Regions from separate parts of the Sus scrofa genome. Here region 2 is linked to region 1. The links are chromatin contacts, called in public HiChIP or PLAC-seq maps. All regions are on one chromosome and are shown on one strand. Each heading gives the region's core, a stretch centred on a gene start, on an enhancer-like site or on the middle of the called end of the contact. The rest is flanking DNA. Distances are from core to core; before and after follow the strand shown. Region 1 overlaps BAZ2B (bromodomain adjacent to zinc finger domain protein 2B). Region 2 holds the start of MARCH7 (E3 ubiquitin-protein ligase MARCH7).

What was found. HiChIP or PLAC-seq counts read pairs in DNA pulled down with a chosen protein or histone mark.
Region 2: an H3K27ac HiChIP or PLAC-seq map of alveolar macrophages shows a contact between it and region 1. The contact joins the promoter of MARCH7 here to the enhancer-like site in region 1. A contact is called at or near these places in 1 of 5 promoter capture datasets (liver), 7 of 47 Hi-C or Micro-C datasets (embryonic fibroblasts, heart right ventricle, mesenteric adipose tissue and 3 more) and 2 of 2 datasets of contacts at active chromatin or transcription factors (alveolar macrophages and skeletal muscle).

The regions. Positions count from the first base shown.
Region 1 is chr15:66,392,712-66,395,411 of Sscrofa11.1, forward strand. The region is part of intron 2 of BAZ2B (bromodomain adjacent to zinc finger domain protein 2B); the gene reads right to left. Among named protein-coding and RNA genes, the nearest start is that of BAZ2B, 17 kb to the right of the region's middle. Within about 2 kb of position 1,425, at least 4 of the 83 cell types and tissues checked have an H3K27ac peak or open chromatin away from gene starts, as enhancers often do. A contact at or near this core is called in alveolar macrophages, where this site is marked.
Region 2 is chr15:66,648,005-66,650,704 of Sscrofa11.1, forward strand. It overlaps MARCH7 (E3 ubiquitin-protein ligase MARCH7), which reads left to right and starts at 1,359. Exons shown (of 10, transcript XR_299495.3): 1 at 1,359-1,642. It overlaps LOC110256931 (a long non-coding RNA gene), which reads right to left and starts at 1,386. Exons shown (of 5, transcript XR_002339014.1): 1 at 1,250-1,386.

The DNA.
Region 1 (2,700 bases), core at 175-2,674:
TCAGAAAACTACAAACAGAGTTACCGTTTGATCTAGCAATTCCCCACTCCTGGGCACCTATCCAGAGAAAACAAAGACTTGAAAAGACACATGTACTCCAATGTTTATTGAAGTACTGTATACAATATCCAAGACGTGGCAACAACCTAAATGTCCATCGACAGAAAAGTGCATAAAGAATTGTGGTACAGAAGTTCCCGTCGTGGCACAGTGGTTAACGAATCCGACTAGGAACCATGAGGTTGCGGGTTCGGTCCCTGCCCTTGCTCAGTGGGTTAAGGATCCGGTGTTGCCGTGAGCTGTGGTGTAGGTTGCAGACACAGCTCGGATCCTGCGTTGCTGTGGCCCTGGCGTAGGCCGGTGGCTACAGCTCCGATTGGACCAATAGCCTGGGAACCTCCATATGCACAGGAGCAGCCCAAGAAATAGCAAAAAGACAAAAAAAAAAAAAAAAAAAAAGAATTGTGGTACATATACACAATGGAATATTACCCAGCTATTAAAAGGAAAGAAATAATGGCATTTTCAGCAACATGGATGGACCTAGAAATGATCATGCTAAGTGAAGTCAGTCAGACAATGAGACATCAATATCACATGCTATCACTTTCATGTGGAATCTAAAAAAAGACACAGTGAATTTCTACGCAGAACAGATACTGAGTTACAGACTTTAAAAAGCTTATGGTTTTCAAATGAGACAGATTGGGGGTTAGGGGGATGCACTGAGGGTTTGGGATAGAAATGCTATAAACTTTGGTTGTGGTGATCACTGTACAACTATAAATGTAGTAAAATTCATTGAGTAATATATAAAAAGAGAAAATGTGCACTTTAGATAAAGAAGACTGGTTGGAAGTTTATTAGGATCTAATTTCTCTTTTCTCTTTTGGCTCTACTTCCTCAGATAGGTCCTTCACTTCAGTTTTGTAAGACAAAAGAAGATCCTTTCTCACCATTTCTTATAAAAAATCCCAGAATGGAATCTCTTTGACTTTCATTAGTCTTACTTGCATCATGTGCCTTCCTTAACCAATCACATAACCATCACTGTGTGGGAAATAGGATGTTTGGATTGACTAGATTATGTCACATGCTATCCCCAGAAGCATGAAAATTTTTTAAGAAAGAAAGTGGGGTATTTTGAGGGAGGACAACTTCAGGTAATGGTGAAGTAGTAGTTAAATAGTGACAAGAATCTTCCACAGTAAATAATTATAAAAACTGGATTTTAAATAACAATAAAACTAAAGATATTGGGAAGAATCTGAAAGCAGAGAAAAGTCAGGGGAAAGTTTTCATCTAGAAAAAAGTTAACAAGAAGGGGTAGCAAGTGTGACTTTGTGGCTTTCTGGTCTGAAAATGTCTAAACCTCACAGGTATACTAACTACAGAAGAGAGAGGAAGATGAAATAGAAGGCTTATCAACAAAAGGTGCCAGAGGTCAGATCCAGGGCTAAGAAAATACCAGGAAATAAGGATATTTAAAGGGGAAATCTTGGCACTGATCAAGCCACAGAAAGAGACCCAAATCTGAACTTAAACTTTCCAAATGCCAAGCTACGAGTACACTGTGCATGAATGGGGAAGTACTCCAGGGGCACAGTAAAACAGCTAGCAGAGAAAGTACATAGAGCAGATTTATTCAGTTTGATGTATTTCTTAATTGAGTGCATATCTTCACCATGATTAGCTTAGGCAGCAGAAAGCTTGAAGTGTCAGAGAACAGAGTCCAAAGCTGACAGAGCCACTGGAAATCAGGGGGTAATCTCTGAAGCAAGGAAACTACAGAGAGAAAGAGACTCTCATCTCTGCCATGTACTTGGCTGACCCAACAATTTTTATAGGCACAGAGGAGACCCACAGGTGGTCAGTCTGAAAAAGCAGCACTGGGAAGCCAAAAAACAAAGCACAGATTATCATTAGTATATTTTCTGATCATGATAAAACTAAAATGGACATCAATTCAAAAACCTGTTAAATTACTGATTTTTAAATAACCCATCAGTGAAAGAAGAATCCACAAAGAAAAATAGGAATTATTTTACCAGAATGATAATGAAATGTAAACATATCAAAATTTGTGAGATGCAGCTAAAGTGGTATTTAAAAGGGAAATTTATAGCATTAAATGTATACATAACAAAAGGAGAAAGGTCTAACATAAATGATCTAAGCTTCCCTTTTAAGAAATCAGGAAAAAAGAAGAGGAAATCATACCCATGGAAAAAGAGAAGGAAATAATAAAGGGTAGAAATCAATGAAACAGAAAACAGAATATTGAAAAAAAATTTATGAAGCTCAAAGCTAGTTTGTCAGAAAGATTAATAAAATTGATAAAGCAAGCTCTAGTCACAAAGTTAAAAGGGAAAAGGCACAAATTATTAATACCAATAATGAAAGAGAAGATATCACTACAAATTCTACACATTCATCAGATAGGATACTATTTGGAAAAACTTTGTACTTATAAATTCAGTGACTTGTATGAAATGGACAAATGCCTTCAAAGACATAACTACCAAACTCATCACAGAGACAAAGCTAACCTGAATAATTGTATATTTATATTTTAAAAGTTGAATTCATGATTTAATATCTTCCAACAACACCATTTAAAAAAAACAATACTCCAACAACCTTCCAAGTCCAGATGACTTCAGTAGTGGATTCTACCAAATTTTTAGGTTAGAAATTATA
Region 2 (2,700 bases), core at 109-2,608, 260 kb after region 1:
GTCTTCAACTCACCTTTTTTTTTTTTTTTTTTTCTTGGTCTTTTTAGGGCTGCACACACGGCACATGGAGGTTCTCAGGCTAGGGGTTGAATAGGAGCTGCAGCTGCCAGCCTACACCACAGCCAGAGCAATGCCAGATCTGAGCCTCATCTGCAACCTACACCACAGCTCATGGCAATGCTGGATCCTTAACCCACTAGGCGAGGCCAGGAATCAAAGCCACCTCCTCACGGATACTAGTCGGATATGTTAACTGCTGAGCCACAATGGGAACTCCTTCAACTCACATTTTAAAGAGATAGAATGGCATTTATATGCCAACTTTAAATAATAATTATCTTTAATATTTTACAATTTACAATAGTGAAGAATGAACAGTCTGTTAGTTTCTAAGACAGAGGGATGATACATTTCACCCTCCGGATGAAATAACAAAAACCACAAACTTCATACTACATTTATTGAAATTACTTGGATCTAAAGAATTGCTTAAACAACCTAATGAAAATAGGTCAGTGTACCAATCAAGTGTAATCAGTATGCCTCCAAGTTTCAATAACTTAATCTTTACTGGTGAAGAACTTTGATGTTTGGTACATTATTCAAAATCCACATATTCACCTAAATTCACCGAAATTGTGGCTTTTTCCTCTAATCTACTCCTTTTCATTAGGATTCTTTTATATCTTGGTTTACCACATTTACAGATTTCTGAAAGTTTCGTCTCATTCTCGTCAGGCCATTTACCTCACAATTTTCCTCTCTAAATGGATGAATTCTTACTGCAAAATCTGTAGCTACACTACCAAAGATTAGTAAAACGATCTTAAAAGACTTGTCTAAGAAACTACACCACCACCACTGAATTACAACCAGTAACAAATGGTCCGGGACAAATCCACTCCAACCTTTAAAGGAGAGGGTTCGGATACACAGGGCAGACAGGGAATGGGAGGAGGGGAGGTCGGAAAAGGCAGTGTTTGATTCAAGTCAATAAACATTGACTGCGCCACTCCTCAAGCGGAAAAAAAAAGGGGCGGGGGCGGTATTTTGAGCAGTGGGCCTTGCAGGTTTGCAGGAGGAGGCAAGAGCCTGTGCCACGGACTTGGGCTCTGGAGAACGGCAGGGCTGGATACCAGCCCTTCGCCAAGCCAGGCGAGGGCGGCCAACTAGGGCCGGGCCTCCAGCGCCCAGCTCCCGGCGCCCGCACCCTCGCAAGCCCGCCGGCCGACCAGTCGAAGCCGCTTACCGATGGCGCCTCGCTGACTCCCCAGGGGCAGCCCTTCAACGGTTGCCGCAGTCAGAGCACCACCCCGCGGTGGGGTACGTCGAGTCCGCCCGCAGTTCTCGGGTCCGCGGAGCTTCGCCACTCTCGCGAGAAGTCGGCGGAATCCGCGAAGTGGTGGGGTTGGGGGAAGGAAGAGAAGGGAGGGGCTTTTAACGGTGGCGGCTGCTTCTGCGCCTGATCCTGGAGAAGGGCGGGCGCCATTGTGCTTCGCCGCCGACTGTTCAGCCTCATTTAGAGGCCTAGAACTCAGAGGAAGAAGGTAGTGGTGTGATCGCTGGGAGCCGGACGCGCCTGTTCGGTGTTAGCACCGGAAGAAGGGGAATAAGCTGCGGAGTTTGGGCTTCTACCTCTGGGGTAGGTGGTTCTAGTCTAGGCCGCTGGTGGGGGAGGGGAGGAAATGAAGTGCGGCCCCGGGGACGCGGAGGCCCCTGCTTCCTTCCTCTCTAGATGGGGTGAAGGAGCTTGATCCCGCGAACGAAGCGGAGCTGTCCGCAGGCCTTCTTTGCCCGGAGCCTTTCGTCCCGTGGTGGAGTTTTGTGACGGGTGAAGGGGGCAGGTTGTGCGTCTTCCATATGGACTTGCGGCGGGCTCGGGCAAGGGGCTTGAGCCATATTTTGGCCTTTGGCGGCCTCCCCTTAGGTTGGGTTTAGGAGGGTCTTTACCGAGCCCCGAGGGCGAGCAGTGTCACGTGTAAAATATTTAATGAGCGAGGTGTTGAAGGCCAAGAGACTCAGGGCTCTGCCAGCCCAGCCTTGAATTGTAGGGACTTTGCCAGCACCTTAGATGCGGTAAATATTTGCTGATTGATTGTCCAAGTTCTTGAGTATCGTAATAACTTTGGGCTTTCTTTTGCTTTGTGGTAAATTGTACGTTCTTCAAATGGAAATACGTGATGATATGTGTAAGAACGGACTTGTTGGCCTAAGAAGTAAAAATATGGAGGGCATCAGTAGAACATAGTACTCCTTCATTTTGATGAAACTGCATAATGAAGATGACTGTGTACACACACCAAAAATACTGTAATTCTTTTTTCCTACGTACAGATGTAAATATATGGGCAACATCTCTCTTGGTAATAAATTCATCACGAATGCTGTCGTTTGTCACTATTAAGAACAAAGGTGCCAAGTGAAGTGGAATTCAGTAAGATTTTTTTTTTCCGATTTTGTATAATATTTTAGTTTTTTTTTTCATTTTAAAAATAATTTAAAAATCTCTCCTTGCTCTCATCTGTCCGTTTCTGTCTAGAGCCAAGAGGTAAGGTTAAAGATGAATTTTTGACTTAAAAATCAAATGGTATACCATTGTTAAAAAGGCAGGCATATAGTGTAACTAGATTTTTGCTTTCCTTTGAGATAAAATTTTGTTTCAGAAATGGGGTCATTACAGAATTCCCTGGTGGCTCAGCA